2 separate regions of the Mus musculus genome follow, and region 2 is linked to region 1. Evidence: chromatin contacts called from public promoter capture Hi-C data. All regions are on one chromosome and are shown on one strand. Each heading gives the region's core, a stretch centred on a gene start, on an enhancer-like site or on the middle of the called end of the contact. The rest is flanking DNA. Distances are from core to core; before and after follow the strand shown.

What was found. Promoter capture Hi-C pulls out the DNA fragments that hold promoters and counts their contacts.
Region 2: a contact with region 1 is called in a promoter capture Hi-C map of embryonic stem cells, with 4 times the contacts expected there. The contact joins the promoter of Pgghg here to the enhancer-like site in region 1. A contact is called at or near these places in 8 of 39 promoter capture datasets (cranial neural crest, embryonic stem cells, epiblast stem cells and 5 more), 13 of 115 datasets of contacts at active chromatin or transcription factors (T-cell acute lymphoblastic leukemia, astrocytes, bone marrow-derived macrophages and 7 more) and 1 of 9 other capture datasets (embryonic stem cells).

Annotation. Positions count from the first base shown.
Region 1 is chr7:140,076,519-140,081,666 of GRCm38.p6, reverse strand. The region is part of intron 1 of Caly (calcyon neuron-specific vesicular protein); the gene reads left to right. Among named protein-coding and RNA genes, the nearest start is that of Caly, 3.5 kb to the left of the region's middle. Within about 2 kb of position 3,761, at least 23 of the 459 cell types and tissues checked have an H3K27ac peak or open chromatin away from gene starts, as enhancers often do. A contact at or near this core is called in bone marrow-derived macrophages and embryonic stem cells, where this site is marked.
Region 2 is chr7:140,939,077-140,944,028 of GRCm38.p6, reverse strand. It overlaps Pgghg (protein glucosylgalactosylhydroxylysine glucosidase), which reads right to left and starts at 2,638. Exons shown (of 14, transcript NM_145387.5): 1 at 2,386-2,638; 2 at 1,464-1,744; 3 at 833-1,043; 4 at 317-752. The coding sequence starts at 1,719.

The DNA of each region.
Region 1 (5,148 bases), core at 2,512-5,011:
GCCATTTGTCTCAAACCACCTGCCGCGGGGCTTGGCTCTAGATGCTGGGCCACAGGTGGCTGGTGAGTGTCGGGAGCCACAAGCAGCTGTGCCCCTCCTCTCTGTCCCTCTTTGCTTGGGCCCCACAGAACAACAGCCGTTCAAACTGGAGGCAAACATCTATGACCTAAAAGGCTTGGGTGCAAGCAGACCAGGGTGGGCACTGCGGCAGCGTCGTAAGAGGAGAGCACGAGCCCCCACCAATGTGCACTTCTGTGTGACGCAGCATGAAAGGGTCCGTGTGAACGTGAGTCTGTGACCTCTAACCCAGCTTTTATGGGTTTTCAAATAAAAATTCGCATCCTCCAATATTTGTCCGTCAGCGTCTTGTTGGTGCATAGACCGTGATCAGAGATACCCGCCCCACCACCCCCGGAGAGCGCTGAAAATGAAAAACAAACTCTCGGGAGACCAAATGACAGAGTGGGATAGAGGGGAGGACCCGTGGATGATGTTAGGAAGTCTTCCCAATTCTAAACCTTTATGACCCCTATCATCTTCCCAGCGGGAACCCCAAAATCCTAGATGGAATCTTCTGGTGTGCTGAGAGAAGGTGAGAGTTGTCCACTCTTGGGATGCGATGTTCTGCCTGACGACGGAGGGCTAGAAATTTGACAGGGAGCGAAAGGCCTGCCTTTGTTGCCATGGGAACCCGAGATGACGTAAACTAGCCCTGGCCGCTGCATCACCCAGGCAACCATAGGCGGAGCTCTTGGGGAGGCAGAGGTCTTTTGTCGTAGAGGCTTGAATGCTTGGGACGACATCGTCTATCCGTTCCGATTTCTTTCCTGGTTCTTTTACCTCCTTGTATTACCTGGCCGGCCGTTTATATTCCTTATAATTTCTGATCCATCTCTATCACAATGCCCAGCGGATGGGCCCTAAGCCGTCCGGTTCCCCTTGGGCTCAGGGCCAACCTTGAGCCAGCTGCCTCACTAGGACCGGATCCACCCCATAAGGAAATTCTTTATTGACACTCCATTAAGGCTGGGCCAGGCACTAGGTCACCTATGCCACGCGTCAAAGGGACCGGGTTCTAAAGGGCCTGCCAGAGATAGGGAGGGTGTGCATGAAGATACTGCTTCCTTCCCTCCTCTTATAGCCACCGCTCCCTCATCCCCTACCCAGCCTTCCTTCTCTACTTTCTTGTCCTGAGAAGTTCTGCACCCAGCTGCCCCTGACGCTGTGTTCCTCAGGCTCTGTCACGTGTAGGTCTGGAGGGCTCCTGGCTTTCTGAGGGAGTCTGTCCAAAATAACCACAACTTTTACCATCCTGGAGGCAAGAAGTCCAAAACCAGATTTCCCCAGAGCTGTGTTTCTGTTGAAACGGTGAGGAGAGGGTCTTCCTTTGCTCCTTCCAGACTCAGCTGTCCTGAGCAGTCTTGGATAACACTGCATCACCCCAGCCTGCCACCATCTGCAGAAAACCTTCCTCTTATGTCCAAATCCTCTTGTAAGGGTGCCCACTGTGGAATAACTCCCCATCTCCCCCCATTCTAGTGTGATCTCATCTTAATTCCACTACAACTGTAAGGGCTGCTTAAACATCTCTTTCACTGACACTTACGAGTTAAAAATTGTGGTCCTTTTTGTGGGGACATCATTCAACCCACAACAACCCTGTTGTCACTTGTGGGCTGCAATTATCTCCCAGTTTTGGCTTCTGTTTCTCCTCTTTGAAGGTCCTCTTTGAAGGTCTTGTCTTTATAGGCAAGGATTCTTAATTTTAACATGAAAAGTCATTTTATTGAGATTTTCCTCTGTGAGTACTGCTGGGGAAATCTTTCTCTTCCTGAGACTGTAAATATGCTTCTGCACTGTCTCTAGAGTGCTCTGTTGTGTCGGTTTTCCCTGTTCATGCACCTAGAACAAATTGCTGTATTCACTTGTGCATTGTGTGTGTGCTCATTATCTGCATTTGAATATGCATGTAGTGACCAGATTAGCTTCACCGTTCCAAGCAGACTTTAATTATTAAGATGCAGGCAGCTTCTCTGCTATTAACTGAGATCTGAATGCATAGAATATGTCAAATGGGTTTCCCTCTGCAAAGCATCAACACCACCAGTGTACACTGCTGTGTTCAGGGCAGATACCCAGCAAGATGGACTTCCTTTGTCCAAACATCTTGTGTCTTTCTGCCTTCAACACAAAAAATTTGATGTTTTAAGTTCATAAACAAATTTGTTGGAATTTTGATTGAGAGTTGTTGATTCTATAAATACTGTCAGAGATGTTAGAGCATAAAGACCTCCAAAATCTGCACGATAGTCTTCTTTACCTGACGGAGGATTCAGATGTGCCTTGCTCCCCTCGCCAATATTTCATGGCCTTCCATATGGAGCAACTGCCCATCATCTCTGTCCTGGGGCTTGAAATTATTTAAATGAAATCTTAGCTGGCTCACATCTGGGGAGGCTGAGGCAAGAGAATATTGAGTTCAAGGCCAGCCTTGGACTGTATAGGGCTATAGAGTGAAACCCAACATTATTTTAAAACAAAACAAAACAAAACAAAACACACCCCCAAAAACCAAATGAACAAAAAAAAACAGGGGCTGGAGAGTAGTCTCAGAGGTAGAGAGCAGAGGGGACCTAAGTTGTATTCCAAGCACCCGCATCAGGCAGCTCCCAATTCCTTATAGCCTCGGCTCAGGGATGTGATGCCCTGGCTTCTGAAGGCAACTGCACATACAGACGCAAATAAAACTCCATTTCCCGGGGCAGCAGCGCCCTCTTCTGACCTGTGCAAGTAAGCACAGACATGCATTTATGGAAAACAGTAAATAAATTACACACATAGTTAAAAGTATCAAAATAAACATTTGCCACTGACATATAGAAATACATCTGCTTTCTATAAACTCAAATTTAACTGGACTTTTTCATTTTAAAATTTTTTGTATGTATTAGTGTTTTACATATGTGTATGTGTGTACACCTCATGTATTTCCGGTGCCCCTGAAGAAGAGGCCATTGGACTCCCTGGAACTGGAGTTTCAGATCTGTGAGCGGCTGTGTGGGTGCTAGATATTGATGTGGAAGAAAAAAAATCAGTTCTTATAACCACTGAATTATTTCTCCCATCCCTTAAATATTGTATTGCTCTTATGTATTGTGTGTGAGTAAAATTATGTCACGTTGCACATGTGGAGGTCAGAGCACACCTTGCAGAAGGCGGTTTTCTCGGTCCACCATGGGAGTCCTGGGGACTGAACTCAGATTGCCCGGCTTGGCAGCCAGTCACCCACTGAGCCATCTCGCTGACCCTGGAGTCTTTCAATGTTTACACACACACACACACACACACACACACACACACACGGGATTTGCTTTTGCATTTAAACACAACAGCGATTTCGTCCATGAATAATCAGGACTAGGTTCCAACCCCCTGGCCTGGTTTCTTTGCCCCTGTGCAACTGTGCTGACTGAGCACTCAGGACCATCGTTTCTGGAACTTCACTGGCTGTCTTAGTCAGTTCTGATGCTGTGAAGAGACACCATAACCGAGGAAACTCTTATATTAAAAAGGCATTCAAGTGAAGGCTTGATTACAGATTCAGAGGTTTGGTGCATTATCCAAGGAATGCCGCACTGCTGGAGAAGTAGCCCGGAGCTACATCCTGATCCAACCATAGAGAAACCCTCTGCTAGGCGTGGGCTTTTGAAACCTCCAAGTCCACACCCAAGGACACACTTCCTCCAACAAGGCCACACCTCCTAATTCTTCTAAGTATTTTTTTTTTTCTTTAAGTAGTGACACTCCCTGGTGACTAAGCATTCAAATACATGAGCCTAAGGGGCCATGTGTATTTACGAAAACCACCAGACCAGACAAGGCCATCTGTATTTCTGTGGTCTCAAAAACAGAAAACCCAAATTCAAGTTTGTGTTATGATGCACACCTGTAATCCCGGACTCCGGAGTCTGAGGCACGAAGATCCGGAGTTTAAGACCAGCCTGAGCTATAATGAGAGCCTGTCTCAAACGACAAACCACAACAAACAAACAAACAAACCAAAACAACAAGACTTACACTCAATAAATTTGTTGGAATTTAAGAATATCCTTCTTCCTCTGCCCTCAGTGTGCAAGCACATTTTTAAAATTGTAAGTGAACTTCAAGTCTTCCCAAATATATTTTTGACTCCTGCTAAAATTGCCTAGATAATTTTCTTCTTTATGCTGTTAATGTAAAAAGGAGATAGCTTTTCTTATTTTTATATTTATTTAGGTTTTTTTTTTCAAGACAGGATTTCTCTGTGACAGCTTTGGCTGTCCACAACTCACTTTATAGACCAGGCAGGCCTTAAACTCAGAGATCCACCTGCCTCTGCCTTCCTGAGTGCTGAGATTAAAGGTGTTCGCTGGCTAGTTTTTCTTATTTTTTTAAATATTTTATTTTATTTTTCTTATTTGTATAGGCATTTTGCCTGAGTGTATGTCTGAGTACCGCATGCATGCCTGATGCTTGTGGAGGTCAGAAGAGGGAGACAGAGACCCTCCAACTGGAATTATGGGTCATTGTGAGTCACTATGTAGATGCTAGGAACTGAACCCGGGTCCTCTGTCAAATCAGCAAATGCTTTTAACTGCTGAGCCATCTTGTCAATCCCTTCTTATTTTGTTTAATTTAGATTTATTTTATGTGTCAGAACGGATGTTTTGTCTGTGATGTGTGTTTTATAAAACGGCAGTGTGAGGGGGGTGCCTTGGTGGCCAGTGCCAAGGCAACCCCCTGAGAAATCAAGCCATGCCATATAAAAAGGAATTTATTTGGGACCTGGAGGAAGGGGTAGAGAGAGGGGGACAAAGAACAACAGAGAGGGGAGAGAGAAAGAGAGGAAGAGGGGGAGGAGAGGAAGCAAGCCAGGTAGGAGCCTGGCTGTTACTAGGTAACTGTTGGGCAGAGCCTAGGGAAAATGCTAACAACCTGGTAACTATGTATGTAACCACTTGTGTATCTGATGTCTGCAGGGGTCAGAAGAGACTTGTCAGGTCCTCAGAACTGGCTTTATAGACCATTTTTGAGCCACCATATTGGTGCTGGGAACTGAACTCAAGTCCTCTACAAGAACAAGTGCTCTTAGCTGCTGAACTATCTCTC
Region 2 (4,952 bases), core at 1,389-3,888, 860 kb before region 1:
CCAGTCCTTTTGTAAGCTCCAGGCTTGCACCTGGCTCACTCTGAGGCTCTGGTGTTCTTAGCCAGCTATGAGGCCCCTTCTCTGCTTTCAAATGTTGCAGACCCTCAGCCTTTGCGCCTTCTGTTTGCTCTAACCTGGACCACTCTTTTCTACCACATTCCTACACACCTTTCTTCTGAGAAACCAACCATCTCTTCCAGGAAGCCCTCCTATCTAGAGCTCCCATGTTTGGTCTTGATCTCAGGTAGTGCAAAGGCAATGCCCGGAATCTTTGCATGCAACTCCCCCTGTGTAACCAGTGCAGGGTAGGATGTACCTGATCCCAGAAGATATGGCCCCAGTAGCATTCCTCCTTACTCCCATTGGAGAGTCCTCCGGGGCTAAGCCCATGGCTGATGAATCCTTGAGTGCCAGGCTGGGGAAGCTCACTGAACAGGTAGTAGAGAGAGCCACGAAGGGCCTGGCGCAGGGCCAGGGGCCCAGCCACATCCAGGCCACAGCCTGCCCAGAGCCGGCCCCAGGAGTCTGCATGGATTGTATACAGAACACCCCTGGTCTGCAGCTGTAGGGCCTCAGCAAAGCAGTCCTGGGCTTCAGCCTGGCTGCTACCCACAACAGTCAGAAACTCCCAGGTCCTGTCCTTCTCCTCTTCCCCAAGGGTCAAGGCTGGGGGGACAGGCATCCATAGCATATGCACTTCCTGCTGTGGCTCTCCAGGCTGCTCAGGGTTAAGTACGTGGCCATGCAGGTACCTGCAAGGGCATAGCTGAGTCTTAAGAAAGGGCTCGCTCTGCTCTCTGGGCTACCTAGATTTACCCAGTGTGATTCTTACCGGAGTCCCTGGAAGTCAGGCCCCACACGCAGGTCCAGGTCTGGGCTTTCGGGGGAGAAGTCTGCCCGTAACGGCACTGTGATGGGTTTGTTCCCTGTGGTCAAGCGTGCAATGGACACACTGAAGACCAGGACATGGGGTAACACACGGTGAGCATAGATCCGCTGGGAAGCCCGGAAGCTGGGGCCTTCCAGGGTGTGGAGGAAGGAACCTAGGGAGGGTTGGGGAAAGGCAGACACACTCTCAGTACCACAGAGCACCATTACCTTCCTGGGCTGGGAGTGGGGTCCTTCAGACCTCAGGCTGCCTCTCCCCACTGTGTAGTGGGCCCACCCAGATGAAAAGAAAGCAAGAGCAACCACACAGGCCTCATTTTGGGAGGCGGCTTTTTCATGTTTTTTTTTTTCTTCTTCTTCTTCCTTAAATTAAAGGCTATGTGTTTACATATTTTTGTGATGCATCTTGATGTGTACTGGAGGCTGAGCTCCAACTCTCCGTCTTCCCGCCTCAACCTTCCCAGTACCAGTGCCAAGGTTACAGGCCTGAGGCACACATTGGTGGTTGTGGCCCCTTTCCCAGCTTCATGGACAAGTGAGGAGCAATAGGTTGGCACGGGTTGGTGACAGCTAACCTGTGTTGGTGTCCAGGGTAAAGGTCTCTGTCAGCTGTTCTGTCCCTGCAGGGGCCTCCAGCTGGACATTGAGGGGGCTGGGCAGACTGGCCCGGTGAGTGTCCCCGACAGCTCCATTGTACACACCGTTTATATGGATGGTGTCATGATACACACGTGTACCTAGGTATGAGTTCGTTACAGTGGCCCAGAGCCTGGGGTCACTGGGCAGACAACGGGCACTGAATATGGTCGGGTCATCTTCAGAGCCGTCCATGGAAAGCTGCCTCAGCCCAGACGGCCTGGAGGAGACAGTTAACAGTGACTAGCTGGACTTTCCTCCACACGCACACTCACAGTAAACCCTCAAACTTGGCCAATCCCCACAGGCGGTGAGGGGAGTCGGGGGCTAGCTGCGTAGCTACCCTAAGTAAGGGTTGCGGGCGCCAAGAACATTCTTAAATTAAGAAGACTGCCAGGAGCCCAAGTGAATCTGTAAACAAGTTCTCTCAGCACCCACCGCCGACCTCCCTCTTGTGAGCTCCTGAGCCAGCTTCCTTAAGTAAGAACTGCTGAGGTAGGAATCAGGGAGTTCTTCGCGGGCCCTAAATCCTCAGGGAGGGTGAGGCCGGACGGTGGAGGAAGAGGAACCCGGAGATTTGGAGAGGGACAGCAAGGAGAGGCGTTGGGATTGGGGAGGAGGGACCGGATGGGGTGGATGACGACGATGGGGTGGGGTGGGGCCGCAACTGGGGAGTAGCGGGACTTGCCCAGGAAATGGAAAGAGGAAGCCCGTGTAGGGGTGGGGTGCGGAGAGGGGGATCGATCGCGAGTTGTCGGGAAGAGAGACTAGGGAATAAAGGGACGAAAAAGAGTTCAGAGTACTCAGTGAAAGAGGGTGAGGGCGGGCTGGAGAAGAGTGTGGGCTGTTTTTGTAACTCACCGCTGCCCTCTCCACTCAGTGCGGGGATCCGGGTGTAAGAAGGCTCTGTGGGTGCGAGCTGCCCCTGGCGGTAGGAAGAAGAAGCGGCCCTGCCGCGTGGCAGGTGGGCGGGTCTGAGTTTAGGCGGGACCTGGGAAACTGTCATGGTTTTGGGGAAGAGACCACGCAATAGGACTAGGGGTTAGTTGAGCTTTGGCTCTAAGATGTATGCAAGGCTGGGACAGACCTGAGATACCACTCTACAGTGACGTTTAGTGACTAGAAAGGACCCTGGCTATTTAAGGAACAGGATGCTTGTAAGAAAAGCCTACCTCATGCAAACCTGAAAGAAGTGGGTGCTGTGTAAAAGTTCCACAGCCGAATGCTTTTCAGACTTTCCCCTTAGCTCACGGGACCTTTCCTATTTAGGGAAATTATTTCATTTTTATGTTTTATCCTATTTTTGAGTGGTTGGCCTGACTCTTGGTATGCAAACCCAGCTGTCCTCAAACTCACAGAGCTCCAACCTACTTCTGCCTCTTCAGTGTTAGGGTTAAAGACGTGCACACTACACTGAGCAGTATTTATTTATTTTGATTTAATTAAAATATAATTACACCATTTCCTCCTACTCCTCCCATGTATGTCCCACCCACATTCACAGGACCTCTTTTTTTGGGGGGGGGGGTTCCAGACAGGGTTTCTCTGTGTAGCCCTGGCTGTCCTGGAACTCACTCTGTAGACCAGGCTGTCCTCAAACTCAGAAATTCACCTGCCTCTACCTCCCAAGTGCTGGGATTAAAGGAGTGCGCCACCACTGCCAGGCACAGGACCTCTTTTTTTGGAAGAGTTTCTTTTTTCTTTTCTTCTTCTTTTTTTTAAATGTGTGCTTTTTATGTAAATGAGTGCTCTATCTGCACGTCCACTTCCATGTTAGAAGAGGGCATCAGAACTTATTGCAGATGATTGTAAGCCACCATGTGGTTGCTGGGATTTGAACTCAGGACCTTCAGAAGAACAGCCAGTGCTCTTAACCACTGAGCCATCTCTCCAACCCCTGGGACTCTTTTTAAACCATTGTTGTTACATATACATATAAGGAATAAATAGATAAACACCACCTGTGAGTCTGTTCAGTGTTGCATTTGAGTATATGTTTATGGGGTTGCATTTGAGTATATGTTTATGGGGCTGACCACTTGGTACTGGAACACCAATAGGAGGTGTAAACCAGAACAGGTGCCAGGTTGATGTTAAAGAGCCACATTGTTACACATTGTTATTAAGTCTCCTACAAGAATCCGTTTCTGTTTCTTAAGCCTGATGCATCCTGCAAACCTTGCTTTCCAACCTGTGCTGAACTTGTGACTCCATCATGTGTGCCTACCCCTTTGCCTTGCTAAACTCCCGAACCTGTGATACGACTATCCTTTTGCCTTATGAAAATGTCTTCCTAGATACCTTGATGACTCCCTTTCCACGTGATGTTTTCTTGCACTTATTTTTATTGCCTCCTTTCTAACAGCCAATTATCGCGACATCTGTTTTCTATCAGCCCTAACCTTTCTCCATAAAAGGAACCTCAAAAGCCAGTGAGGGGCTGCTCTCTGAAATCCTGACTTTAGGAGAGACAGCCAGCTGGCCAGTTGTAAATACAGCTTGCTTTAATCAGACACTCAGGAATTGTTTGTTTCCATCCCTACCACCCCTCCTCCTTCCCCAGGTCTAAAAGAGGCTCATCCCCGGGGAAGACTAATTCTCCCTCCTTCTGCAATAGTTAATTGATTGTAGCTCTTCATCTAGGGGAGGGGCCCCATGAGCTTTCCCTAGCTAGCTGGCTTCCACTAGGCTCCTCCCAGGGACCTAGCAAAGGCCAGCGCTGCTAGGTGATGGACTGCTCTCTTGCTCTCCCTCGCTCTCCCCCTCTCCCCTCTCCTCCCCCTCCCCCTCGGCTCCCGCTCCCTCTCTCCTTTCTGTCCCTCTCTGCGCCCACTGCCCCCTCCCCCATGGCTCTGCCCTGGTCTGTCTGCCTGTCCACTTGTCTGTCTTTACCCCTGCTCCGGGTCCTCACTCCTCTTCCTTTCCCCAGGAAACCTCTTTTACACCAGATCTGTTGCATGGCATAATTACACACGGGCATACCTTGGCATGGGCCCACTATATACCACCTCCTGGCATTATATATACTTCAGTTGTTGTTGAAAGTGTGCAGTCTTTAGGCATCTGTAATTGTTCAGATTTCCTGGGTGTAGCTTCCCCAACACAGCATGAATGCATAATTTCACAGAAGATAGCTTGGTCATCAGGCTCTTACAAGCCCCTCCCTGGCCCTGTTCCTTGATGTATCCTGAGCCTTAAGTGCAGGAGTTATGCTATAAATATATCCGTTGGGGCTGTCCATCCAGCAGTTACCCTCTGCATTTTGACAAGTTGTGGCTTTCCAAAATGTCCTCCTCTTGTCAGGTGCCAAGAAGTTCCATTTCCCAAAGTCTGGCACATAGACAAAAGCCAATATTCTTACAGTCCTTGCTTGCTAAAGGGAGGACTTACTTGGATAAAAGGGACCTCTGACTGTTCCATTAACATAT